Linked DNA regions of Macaca mulatta: region 2 is linked to region 1. The links are chromatin contacts, called in public Hi-C maps. All regions are on one chromosome and are shown on one strand. The core of a region is the stretch at or near the end of the contact, and the rest is flanking DNA. Distances in the headings are between cores, read along the strand shown.

The links. Hi-C and Micro-C count contacts between places; a contact is called where the count stands out from the background.
Region 2: a contact with region 1 is called in a Hi-C map of cortical neurons, with 2.6 times the contacts expected there. The contact joins the promoter of ENTPD6 here to the promoter of PYGB in region 1. A contact is called at or near these places in 3 of 14 Hi-C or Micro-C datasets (blood, cortical neurons and liver).

Annotation. Positions count from the first base shown.
Region 1 is chr10:58,900,126-58,906,754 of T2T-MMU8v2.0, forward strand. It overlaps PYGB (glycogen phosphorylase B), which reads right to left and starts at 3,899. Exons shown (of 20, transcript NM_001266864.1): 1 at 3,609-3,899. The coding sequence starts at 3,851.
Region 2 is chr10:58,952,576-58,959,204 of T2T-MMU8v2.0, forward strand. It overlaps ENTPD6 (ectonucleoside triphosphate diphosphohydrolase 6), which reads right to left and starts at 2,459. Exons shown (of 16, transcript XM_077951089.1): 1 at 2,306-2,459; 2 at 1,919-2,016; 3 at 241-331.

The DNA of each region.
Region 1 (6,629 bases), core at 2,649-5,148:
CTTCACAAAGGCCCACAGAATAAACCATGCACCTGTCCTTTCGGGATGTTATAGAAGGGATCCCATGACTCTCATAACTGGGCATGGGCTGCTTTCATTGCCAGGATCCTGGTCTGCGTTTTGTGTCCTGACTCTCACTGTCCCACCCCAGCCTTCACTTTGAGGCCTTCTAATGTGAACCTTTTGTGCTCCATCTAGCATAAGCATCCTCAAATTCTCTTTGGATGGAGATGGAATGTCAATTCAATATGAAATGGAAACGTTTTAACTCTAACATTTCAGAATGGCAACAGACTTCGGAAACAGATCACCAGCTTGATTCCCCTCATTTTAAAGATGAGAAAACTGAGGCCAAGAACGGCAAATAAATGCACCCAAGCCCACAGTTGCACAGACCGAATGGAAAGGCCAGGATGAAAAGGAGCATGGAATCACGCACACCCTTCCTTCTCCATGCAGTGCAATCCCAGGCTCTGCAGTTTCAGGTTGGACTCTTCTTGCCACCTTGCCACCACTTCAGAGAATCCATTAAACGTCTTCATGACCAACTGCCACCTCTTGCCAAGCACAAAGTTCTCCATGTTAGCCAGATGTTTTCATGTGCTGATTTGCCAAGCATGGCAAAGCTTGACAAATCTTCCTCTGAACACTCCAACTTCTACTCTTTCTGCTATTTACCACAAATAAAGTGCTAAGAGTTGTGCAACAATAGGTTCGGTATAATGCTATTTTACGTATTAAAAACAAGTTTCTGTCAATACAGAAAAAATAATGTAGAACACAAAATATTTATAGCATTTACAAAGTGGGTGATAGAAGTGGGTTACAGGATTACAGTTAATTTTTTTCCTTCTGGCTTATCTATATTTTCTAATTTTTCCTCCACTAATAATTTTTCCTTCAGGACTTGCATAATTTTTTTTTTTTTTTTTTTTGAGACGGAGTCTCCTCGCTCTGTCGCCAGTGCAGTGGCATGTTCTCAGCTCACTGCAAGCTCCGCCTCCCGGGTTCAGGCCATTCTCCTGCCTCAGCCTCCCGAGTAGCTGGGACTACAGGCCCCCGCCATCATGCCGGGCTAATTTTTTGTATTTTTAATAGAGACGGGGTATCACCGTGTTAGCCAGGATGGTCTCGATCTCCTGACCTCGTGATCCGCCCGCCTCGGCCTCCCAAAGTGCTGGGATTACAGGCATGAGCCACCACGCCCAGCCACATAATTTTTAAAAAGACAAAAATAACAAAAAAAGCATTCTATTTAGGAACTCTAGAGTGTCATATTACCAGTCTGCAGTGTGCCGGTGAATATCTGAGGTCATTTCTGGCTGAGGGGGAGGCACAGCACGTGTTTTCTTGGGAGCCCACCTCCTCTCATTGGCTCTGGTGGGACTGGTTGCTGGTCCATCACCAGCAAACATGAAACTTTTCCAGAGAAAGGATGGCAAGTTTATTTTCATCATGAATTAGCCAAAGAAGTACCTAAATCCCAATTTTCCACTTTTACACGTCCTTCCTACTCAGAATAGGCACACAGCTTATTTACAGACTGTGAGGTTTAAGAGAAAAGTTTACAACTTTACAACTTACAGATTGTGGTTTAAGAGAAAGGTTTCCACCAAGAGCCATCACAGTAGACAATCAAAACAGATCTCACAGTGGATCAGAAAACCTGTTTTGTTGCAGGGACTATCTTGTTCATGAAGGTCATTTCCGTAATCCCTGAGCCCATCGCTGGCCTCTCCATGATGTGATTATATATAAATACTCCAATGGGCACCCTAAGGTTCCGAGCTGAGTCCTGGTCCAGCTCCAAGGAAATGCCCTTGAATGTGAAGGCAGAGCTATGTACTTGCCATAAACCACTTAGACAATAAAAATGATGTTGTAGGCTGGGTGTGTTGGCTCACGCCTGTAACCTCAGCACTTTGGGAGGCCGAGGCAAGCGGATCACGAGGTCAAGAGTTAGAGATCAGCCTGGCCAACAAGGTGAAACCCCGTCTCTAATAAGATACAAAAAATTAGCCAGGCATGGTGGTAGGCACCTGTAATCCCAGCTACTCGGGAGGCTGAGGCAGGAGAATTGCTTGAACCTGGGAGGCAGAGGTTGCAGTGAGCCGAGATCGCGCCACTGCACTCCAGCTCTGGGCTATAGGGCAAGACTCCGTCTCAGAATTAAAAAAAAAAAAAAAAAACATTGGTGTTGTGCATCAGAACTGTCCCAACAGCAGGGAATTCTGGGGGAGCCACTGCTTCTTGGCTGCTTTTCCTGGCAAAGTCATCCCAAGCCCTTGTTATAACCTGTTTTGGCCATTTGTTGCCACTTCTATGTTTTGCATACTAAATATGAAGAGCCCCAGTTGGTATTCTAACAAATCTGTCCCTTTTACCCTCTCTATTTCAGAAAAAAAGAATGTCCCAGAAAAAGTTTGGCAAAGCAATCAATCTCTTAGCAATTACTGTATTAAACATATCTTAATGCCCTACAAAAATATTCTAAAATACCATCCATAAAGTAAGTCCTCGGTGCCCAGGTGTATACACTGCAAGTAAAATCTTTGCCAAGTGGCTTCAGGTCTGGAAGTGTGTCTTTTCCTCACCAATTTTCCCTCTACGTTAGTGTAGTAGAAAGACACAATTCTCCATAGTCAAAAGTTAAAAAACAAACAACACAACAAAAAACTGGCAACATGGGGCTGTGCAAGACTACCATGTACCTATCAAACTGAAACCTACCATCCTATCCATTGACTTGCAAAGCTGTTTATCAGGGAAAAAGTTACAAATGTTTACGAATGAAACAGAAAATCTAAAAAACTGTATGTGCATTATACTTTTTAAAAATGTGTACATATGTTTAGGAATACCAAAAAACCGGCAGGAACACAGGCCCGTAGTTAATATGGTTAAGAGTAACGGGGACAATCAGTGACTTCAACTACTCAAACAAATTTTTGCAAGATATAAAAAGTAACAATTACTAAGGCAATCTCTATGAACTTTAACCCAAGTAAATTTCTCCAAGGGAGGTATGGGAACCTCTAAGACAGAGCCTTCTTCAAGGGCTCCATCTCCAGCTCTGAGCTTCGTACCCCTCCTGCGTGAAGCAGGCATCTTCAGCGATTTTCTTCTAAGCAGCGCACACACACAAAAGTCTCACAATTCCCTGCAGATTACCGAGCTCACCCCCTTCCAACCTACAAGGCTGCCCAGGCCGGGTTCCAGTCCCATCTTCTCCTACAGGCTGCTGCAGGAAAACAAAAGGTGGCTGGAGGCAGGGGCGGGGAGCACGGGCTCTGCAGCCAGCGCGGAAGCGCACCGCCAGAAAGAGACCGGGAACATCCGCCAGGCTCCCGGGCTCAGCATCATATGCGGGGGACGGCGCGGGCTCTTAGTGGAGGGGACCTGTGGCCGCGGCCCTGCGCAGGGGAAGCCCGGCCCCCGCCGACCGCGGCTTCCAGGCGACTCCCCAGTCGGCTGTGCCTGGCCGCCGGCCGGAGACGAGCGCGGGTAACGCCCAGGGGGCCGCCCCGCAGAGAGATCTCCGCCGGCGCGGCTCCGGGACTGGCGCCCTTTCAGCGGGCCCGGGCGCAGAGGGCGGGGCAGCTCCTCACCTTGGGGTCGCGCTCGTAGTAGTGCTGCTGCGTGCGGATCCAGCGGCCCACCAGGTGGTCGCGCACCGTGTGCGCCAGCGCAAAGAAGTAGTCGCGGGGCGTAGCCACATTGCGGTCCTTGACCAGCGTGAAGTGCAAATGCCGGTTGAAGCTCTTCCGCACCTCGGCCACGTCGCCCAGCCCCGCCAGGCCGCGCACGCTGATCTGCTTCCGCTTCTCGCTGTCCGTCAGCGGCTTCGCCATCGCGCCGGCCGAGGCGGAGGAAAAGAGATGGAGAAGGAAAGCGGCGGGACACTAGAGCGCCTGGATGGTGCAGCTGCTCTGGCGCCCGGCACTGCGGCTCTGCGGTCGGGACGGGCCGCGCCTGCGCGCTGCGCCGGGACGGGGCCTCGGGAGGCGGGGCGGGGCCTCGGGAGGCGGGGCGGGGCCTCGGGAGGCGGGGCGGGGCCTCGGGGAGGCGGGGCGGGCGTCCAGGCTCACAGCTGAGAGCGCTGATGTGGTCCGAGGCAGCAAGGACCTGTCCACAACATTTGAGATTGGGGTTTGCCCCCTCGTTGGGGAAGCCCGGCAGAAAGTGGGAGCGACTGGAGGGGGCAAGAGACCCGGGGCCTTGAAGCGTGCGGTCCTGGCAGCTCCTGCCAGCCCGGGGGCGGTGCGGGAGGGGGCCCTGCCCTCGGGCCCTGGGGGTTCCTGGGGCCGGTCCCCACGCCCTACACCGGGTCACCAGGTGCCTCGCGGGAGTGCGCTGGGCCCGGGCTGTGGCCGAGGCCTGGTAAACTTTCGGGGAAACTGATTACAGCTTGAAAGGCATCCACCAACGCCTGCTAGGCCCGGTCTTCTGTGTCGGGGGCAGGGCGGCTCTGAAAATACCAGCTATTTGCTTGCCACTCCAGGCCGATGGCAGACGTGGAGAAAACGAACTGCCAGAGAACGGGAGACGCCCATTCCCGAGGGCGCGAGGCAGCCACAGCCAAGTGCCACCATGACCCCGCCTCGGATGGACCGCAGCCCCCCAGCCCTCCGAGAAACCCTGCTCCCGAAACCACCCGGCAGACGCTGTCCGCTTTGAGATTACAGCAGGGAGAAGGACACATGCCTGTCTGGCCGGGGAGCTCAGCCACTAACGAAGATTTAGCCTCCGCCATCCCAACCCAGGCTGCAGCTCCAGATAGGGGGCGTCTGCACATAGCTTCCCACACTTGGTCCCCGCGGAACACAGTCCTGCTGGCCTCAGCCTATGGGAACCCTGCTTCATGTAAAGGTCACCTAAACTCTGCCTTCCCCCATTCCCATAAGAACTCTGCCTTTCCCTTCGTTCTTGGGAGGCTCTCCCTCATTACAGTGGGTCAGTACACCCGATTTTGTGGGACTACAGGTTTGCTCCTGGTGGTCTTGGGCTGAAGGGGCTGCGAAGGTTACTGAATTTCATGGAGGTAAAAATTGCCCGCGGGAGATGTCATAAAAGTCCAGGTGCAGTAGGTTTCTTGGTGTGATGCTTCAAAGTTATCTTCTTACCTGGAGCCCCTTCCAGCTGCAGACTTCAGAGGTCGGAGGTTAATCAATCTGGAATGACCCCACAGCCCACCCAGCTCCAGCTTGGGATTCACTCCTGCACTATATCCTAGGGATTCTGGAGCCAACAAGATCGAACTTCGGGCACAGATGGCAGGGCTGTGGGGTCGAGCTTGGCTGCAAGCTCCAAACACTGATGCAATCTCTCTGAGGGTGATCTGGCAATTCAGAAGTCAAAAAAACGATAGTGCCCCATGACCACTTCTACCACTCTGGGGAATAGAGTTCAAGCAAAGCTTCAAAAGACAAAAAGCAAGCTATGCAAATATGTTTTCTGCTGTGGTGTGGTAAAGGTTAATCCCCCAGCTGTGGTGCACACCTGGCAAAGAATGGAGGAGCTGACACTTATTGATCATTACTTGCAGTGTACGTATATTAACTCCTGATCTCTGCAAACAGCCTGCTATTACTCCTGCTTGACAATGGAGAAGGTGAGCCACAGGGAAGTTAACTCTTCCCTAAGCCCACACAGCTAATAAGGGAAACAGCCAAGGTTCACCCCAGCCAAGCCCTGCTCCACTGCACAAGCCCGGAACAACGTATCTATGCTCAAAGTTAATATCATAAACCACTGTGCTGCTAAAAGGAATGACTATTTTAATAGCTAGCTAGGAAGGTGTGATAGATGACACAATACTGATAAATGAAAGACAAAAATAAGGATGTAATGCAGAAATGACAGTAATGATTTAAATATTATTTTAATTTAGTCAATTTAAATTTAAATAACCACATGTGGCTATGGACTACTGTGTTAGAAACACAGGTGCGTATCCAAACCTAAACACTGGTTATTTCTGAATGGAAGAATTATCAGGGGGGTTTCCTTATTTTCTCCATACATTTTGTATTTCCTGTTTTTTCCACAATATTTCTTTTATAATTGGAGTAAGTTTTAGTAAGAAAAACTAGAGGCCACAGACTTCACTAATGGTTGTTGATTTAAGGCCTATATATTCTCTTACTGGATTGACTTTTAATTCTGTGTGCTCTGGTTAAATAAATTTTAAGTCCTTTCTTTCATAGCTACACTTTATGAAATTTTCCAAGATCCTGACAAAAATTCTTTTTTTTTTTTTTTTTTTTTTTTTTTTTTTTTTTTGCTAATCCCACACAAATGTTTGACAAAAATTCTTTGACCAAACTCTAGTCCGGATTCTGAGCCTTCTCCTAGGGCCATTGTACACTTCCCTGTGACATCCGTTTTAGTAATCCCTGCTTTGTCAATTTAGCAAGGACTCCCTGCCCCTGATAGCTGATCCCCCTCGGTGACATCTGATCAGGCTCCCCATGCTCCACCATCCCCCATGATATCCAATCACCCTGGCCTGCCTTCAGCAGGAATCCTGTGAGGTGGTTTAGCCACAATCCCTCAGACCCCTGAAGTGTCCTTTTAGTAACTGTCCATCCACTGACCCCTCCCCTGGTCCTTGGCTATAAATGCCCACT
Region 2 (6,629 bases), core at 1,209-3,708, 51 kb after region 1:
ACCTGGCCCATAATCAAGTCTTATCATGTCCTTTGTTAGTCTAAGAACCATATTCTACATGATCAGATTCACAGGTGGTATATTAAATCTAGAGGCAAAGTTGCTAGTTATTTATTGTCTACCCATTTAAAATAACCCTTTATGTGCCATGTCCCGTGTCCAGTGCCCCACAAAGCCCACCTCACAGCCCTGGGTTTCCCTAAGACAGCACCAAGGCCCTGGGAATGTGTGTAAACGGACCTGTCTGAGATTGCAGTCAGTGTGTGGTGGAGCACACAAGAGTCCCCAGCTTCAGTCCCCAAATTGAACGTGCTTTATCACTTCACCTTCCCTGTAAGTACAAGACTACTTTAGATATCCAAAAAACACTCACATACATAGACATACCTTACATAGACATAATTACTGAAGTTACACACCAAGTTCAGGAAGACAAAAACAAGAGTCCAATTAGAACACAGTACTGAGAGAGCACAGAACCAGGAACAGCCTTGCTCATGCACAGGGGTGGGAAGAAGAGTTCTTACAATCATGTTCACCATACCCTCTCCCCAAGGAACAGGTCACCTCCATATCCCTGTGGCCCAGATCTTAACACCAATGTCATTCCACTAGATTAAAGTGTTGCCCATGGCTGAGACACCTGCAGGAGGGGCAATGGGGTTTCTGTGGGAACCACTAACACCACAGCGTGAATTTGTTGATCACGTTCTCCCTGACAGACTCACTGAGGAAAACAATGTCATCTCAGTCTGTTCTTTAAAGGAGAGAGAGGGTGGGATGAGGCTGTAAGGAAGGTAGCAGGTGGGGACCAAGGGGAGGCAGGGATAGGAAGTAGGGTGCACACAGGCAAACAGAGAGGTGTGGCTCCTGCCGAGGCCACCCTCCAGGCAGGAGTCAGAGAGGAGAATCTGAGGGTGGAGCAGTGTTGTCGAGGGTGGAGCAGTGTTGTCGGTGGTAGGAGCTGCCCTGTCCCCTGGTTGGCTTTCTAGGAGATGGGGATGGCAAGCCACCTCTTGGAAATACAGGCGCCATCTGATGTGGATTGATGGCTGCCTAATCTGTTGGCCAGTTTCTTCAGGTTTTCAGTTCCTGTACACGGAAGGGCCATGAATGCAAATGCCTGCCATGCACGCTGTATCCAAAAATAAAGCACATTAGAAACTTCCACTCATCCTCCTGGGAGGTTTCAATAGGTTTTTCTCTCCTTGGCAAAAACCGGTGCATGAAAGGCCCGTCAACACCACCTGCTGTTTCCTTTACACAGGAGGCGGTGGGAGGGGAGGCGCTTCCAGATCTCCTGACACAAAGGGCTGCCCATCTCCCTGGTCCTTTACCCGAAGCTTCAGGAGGCAGACACACACGCTAGCCAGTCACTCTCTCCAGGCCAAGGGGAGGGAGACAAAAAGCAATTTCGAGATTGGTACCGTGCTTGCCAGGTCCTTCAAAAATGACTACCCGCCGCCCATGGCTGTTGCACAGCGGGTGGGAGGAAGAGTCCTTGTAATCCACCTCTCCCCAGGAAGATTCCCCCCCGCAGGCTATGGCTGAATTCCCCGCATCCTGTGTGACGTGGGTGTGTGGCTTCGCGCAGGTAAGATTGGAATACAGGTGCCTGGAGGGACACCCAGAGCTGCCCAGGCACTTCCCGGTGGCTGGTTCCTTTGCACTTATAATAAAAACACCCTCCCATCTCTCCTTCCTCTTCCACGCTCTCCTGGCTGTTGAATGTTTTCCACTGAAGGAGTCTAGTCTGTCCACATCAGGGGCTCTCCCTCCCTCGGTCCGGGCATCCGCGGCTCACAGGTCAGCTCGGGCAGAACCGCCCTGACCACCTATGAGCTCCTCGGGACATCACCCCAATGCCGGGGTGAATCGTCCTTACACCCTCAGTCCTGTCCGAGCGGCCTGATCCTACCTGTTTCCCAGAAACTGCTACGCGAGGCTTCCCCGCCGGGCTCATCCAGGAGCGGAGGGGCCTGTTCCTGACGCAGACTGGGGGCGGGTCCGCAAAAGCTGGTTGAATGAATGAACGCAGCAGGGCTGGGGCCCCCTGGGGCTAGAGGCCCCTGCTATTTGGCCCGCCCTGTGGCCCAAAACACTGGACTTGCCCCCCACCGGTCAGCGGAGCCCAGACGTCCAGGGAGCCCTAATGAAGCCTGGACAGGAAGGCAGTAGGAGGTGGGAGCCGGGGTGCGAGTGACCCCGAGGCCGTCCTCCGGAGCGCAGCGCGCCCGCGTGGGGAGGCCCGCCTGCAGTCGGTGATCCCCGGCCGCCCCCGCCAGCGCCCCGGCCCGCCGCTTACCCTGCACCGCGCGCTCGGTCACACCCACGGAGACGAGTGCCCTTTTCCGGGGAGCAGGCGGCAGCCGGTCTTTCGGGCTCTCCAGCCCCGGCCGGCGCCACCCCAACCTCCACCAGCGGGATACGACCTCACGGTTCCCTAGGACCTGGGCTCCGCCCACATACACGTGGCGTCACAGGCTGGGCGGGGCGGGGCGGGCGCACCCAGCCGCGCAGGCGCAAGCGGGACAGGAGGCGGGAGTCACAGGGTCCCTGTTGCGCAGGCCCGGGCTGCGTTGTGGGGGAGGGGCCAGTTGCCCAGGCGCGGGCCGGGGGAACCCAGTTGCGCAGGCGCGGGCCGGGTCGGGGACCCAGCTGCGCAAGCGCGGCGGCCGAATTCTAATTCCGCGGGTGGCGTTGCGGTTTTCTCCAGTCCACAACCGGGCTGGCATCGGCCCAGAGGCAGGGCTCGGCAGTCTGGTTCCCCGAGCGTCTCAGGGCGGGACCTCGCCAGATTCAAGGGGTTTCCTTGGCCGGTTTCCTCACGGCGCGGCAGAGCTGACCCTCGTCGTGCCTGGCAGGGGGCAGCCTCACAGCCTGGACCGGCCTGTGCAATTTCCCCCATCCCTCCACGTCTACATTTTATTTTTTTCTTTTTCTTTTTTTAGGACAATGCATGATGGAAATGCAGCCACATCAGAGCAGGCAGGTTCATGAAATCCACTCCCCCCCTCCCACCCCCCATTTCTTGACCCCATTTTCTTTCTTTTTTTTTTTTTTTAGCAGGGTCTCACCCAGGCTGGAGTGCAGTGGCACGATCTCGGCTCACTGCAACCTCCACCTCCCGGGTTCAAGCGATTCTGTTGCCTCAACTGGGATTACAGGCGTGCGCCACCACGCCCGGCTAATTTTTGTATCTTTAGTAGAGACGAGGTTTCACCCTGTTGGCCAGGCTGGTCTTGAACTCCTGACCTAAAGTGATCCTCCTGCCTCGGCCTCCCAAAGTGCTGGGTCTGCAGGCATGAGCCACCGCACCCGGCCTTTGACCCCATTTTCTAATGTCTTCCTAGAAATCACCAAGGTTGCAACTCCTGACTGTCCTGGCTCGCAGGCCCCGGCTTACTTAGGGGCCCCAGGGTGGGGGCTGCCCACGTGCACACCTATGCTAGGCGCCCTCATTCCCGCAAGAGCCAGAGCCCCTTCCTGGCCCACAGCGTCTGGCCAAGGAGGTGTGGGTGCGCCCTAGCCAGGCCTGGCCCTAGAGGACGGCCCCACCTGCGCACTGGGGCATCTGGGAGAGATATTGGTGGAAGAAGCCCAGGTTCCTGAAGCACCAAGTGGACAAGAGTTTATTTTCAAGATGGGACGCTTTTGAGGGTGAATGAGTGCTAACTGTATGGGATGCCCAGACAGTACATAGACCAGGCCTGTCAGCCGGGCAATGCGGTCCCTGTTGGAAGGTCACCCACAAGCACCTGGTTGGACACTGCCACTGAGATTTGGTTATTACAGAGGTTAGCCTATGCGGGCCCTCACTGATGGACCTTGAAGTTTTTCCCAGTTGCTTGCAGTTAGGAATAATGCGACTGGATCCCATGGACTGTCTTTGTGCATGCATGTGGGTGTATCTGTCAGAAATATTCTTAGAGTTGGAATTGGCTGTACTGGGATATGGCCTTTAAAATAATATATTGGCTAAACATGGCTAAATTGCCCCCCTTAGACACTGTACTAATTTACACTCTGGCAAATAATGTGTAAGACCTTGGGTTTCCATATATCTTCACCAGTGCGGTCTTTCCACACTTTTGGATCTTTCCCCATCCAATAATGACCAAACTGTATCTCACAGTTTTAATTTGCACTTTTCCTAGTATTTTGAGATCCTGTTGTGAAACGGTGATGGCGCTGTTTCTGCCTGCTGCACTCACAATATGTGTTATCACTTCATTTCCTTTCACCATTTTTTACTCTTAGAGTTTCTAGAATTTGTGAAAGTAAAATCTTTTTGCTGGCATGGGCTTTTGTGTGTGTTATACACTGCTTGTAAAGGTCTTGCGCTAGATCTTCCCTTTGTAGATTCTTTCTCAATGTTTAATACTCAGCTCAAATGTTACCTCCTGAGACCATTTTATCTAGAATGCCTCCTCTAGTTATTCTCTATCACCCTTTATGTTATTTCCTTCATAGCACTCATCACACTGTAAGCACCCAACGGCTTCTTCTTGCCTGTCGCCCAGATAGAGCCAATTTTTCAAGACGGGAATTGTGATAAAGAGTTCAGTACACATAGAGCTGGCTAAATAGGAGATCAGAGGCTTCTTATTCCTCAAATCAGGCTCTCCTCAGATTCGGAGTTTAAGGAATTTTTGGGGGGCGGTTGTTTTTGAGACAGTGTCTTGCTTCATTGCTCTGGCTGGAGTGCAGTGGTGCAGTCTAGGCTCACTGCAACCTCCACCTTCTGTTCAAGTGATTCTCGTGCCTCAGCCTCACCAGTAGCTGGGATTACAAGTGCACGCCACAATGCCCAGCTAATTATTTGTGTTTTTAGTCAAGACGGGGTTTCACCATGTTGGCCAGGCTGGTCTTGAACTCCTGCTCTCAAGTGATTGCCCTCCTCGGCCTCCCAAAGTGCTAGGATTGTGCCAGTCTGGAGACTAGGGTTTTTAAAAGATAGTTGAGCAGTCAGGGGGCTAGGGAATGGTGAGTGCTGATTGGTTGGGTTAGGGATGAAATCATGAGGAGATGAAGCTTTTGTCTTGCTCTGGGTCAGTTCCTGGGTTGGGATCACAAGACCAGATGAGCCAGTTTACCAGTCTGTGCGGCTAGTCTATCACAATGCAGGGTCTGAAAAATACCTTGAACACCAATCTTATGTTTTATAATAGTAATATTATTTATTAGAGCAATTGGGGGAGTTAGGAATCTTGTGGCTTCGGGCTGCATGACTCCTAAGCCATAATTTTTTTTTTTTTTTTTTAGATGAAGTCTTGCTCTTGTCCCCCAGACTGGAGTGCAATGGTGCGATCTCAGCTCACTGCAACCTCCCCCTCCTGGGTTCAAGCAATTATCCTGCCTCAGCCTCCTGAGTAGCTGGGATTACAGGCACCTGCCACTATGCCCAGCTAATTTTTATATTTTTTAGTAGAGGCAGGGTTTCACCGTGTTGGCCAGGCTGGTCTTGAAATCCTGACCTCAGATGATCCGCCCAACTTGGCCTCCCAAAGTGCTGGGCTTACAGGTGTGAGCCACCATGCCTGGACCATAATTTTTAATCTTGTAGCTAATTTGTTAGTCTCACAAAGGTGGTCTGGTCCCCAAGCAAGAAGGAGGTTTGTTTCAGGGACGGGCTGTTATATTTGGTTTAAAGTGAAATTATAAACTAAATTTCTCCACAAATTTGTTTGGCCTATGCCTGGGAATGAACAAGGGCAGATTGGAGGTTAGAAGATGGAGTTGGATCAGGTCAGGTTTTTTTTCACTGTCGTAATTTTCCTATGTCATATTTTTCTTTTTTTTTTTTTTTTTTTTTTTTTTTTGAGACGGAGTCTCGCTGTGTCTCCCAGGCTGGAGTGCAGTGGCATGATCTCGGCTCACTGCAAGCTCCGCCTCCCGGGTTCACGCCATTCTCCCGCCTCAGCCTCCCAAGTAGCTGAGACTACAGGCGCCCGCCACCACGCCCGGCTAGTTTTTTGTATTTTTAGTAGAGACGGGGTTTCACCATGTTAGCCAGGATAGTCTCGATCTCCTGACCTCGTGATCCACCCGCCTCGGCCTCCCAAAGTGCTGGGATTACAGGCTTGAGCCACCGCGCCCGGCCTATGTCATATTTTTCTTATTGTCATAATTTTTGCAAAGACAACAGCCATCATTACTTATTTGCTGACTTGTTTATTGGTGAATTCCTTTTTCCACTACTGAAATGAAGCTCCATGAGAACAAATAAGTTGGTCTGTCCTGCTCCCTGCTGCGTGCCCGGCACTCTGTCTGGAACATGGTAGGTGCCTGTAGCATACACTGGCAGTGCTAATGTCCCTTGCCTGCCTCTGCCGTCAGCTCTCTGGTTGTTGTGGAAAGTTCCCCTAAATGCTGCCACCTCAAGCATCTTGTTGCTGTCCTCTTTAAGGCTTATCTTACGACTTTCTCCGGAAGCCTTGGGAGCAGGCACAGCCTGGAATTCAGGGAAATTTAACATCCCCGAGGTAACTGCAGGGCAGTTTGGCTGGCCTTGGACAGACCCAGTCCCTCTTTTTCCGTGTAGTTCTCAGGAATAGCTGTAGAATGTGCTGGGATTGCAACATTGTGCGATAAGGGAGAGCTGGCCGAACAGCCCAAGGTCAGTTCCA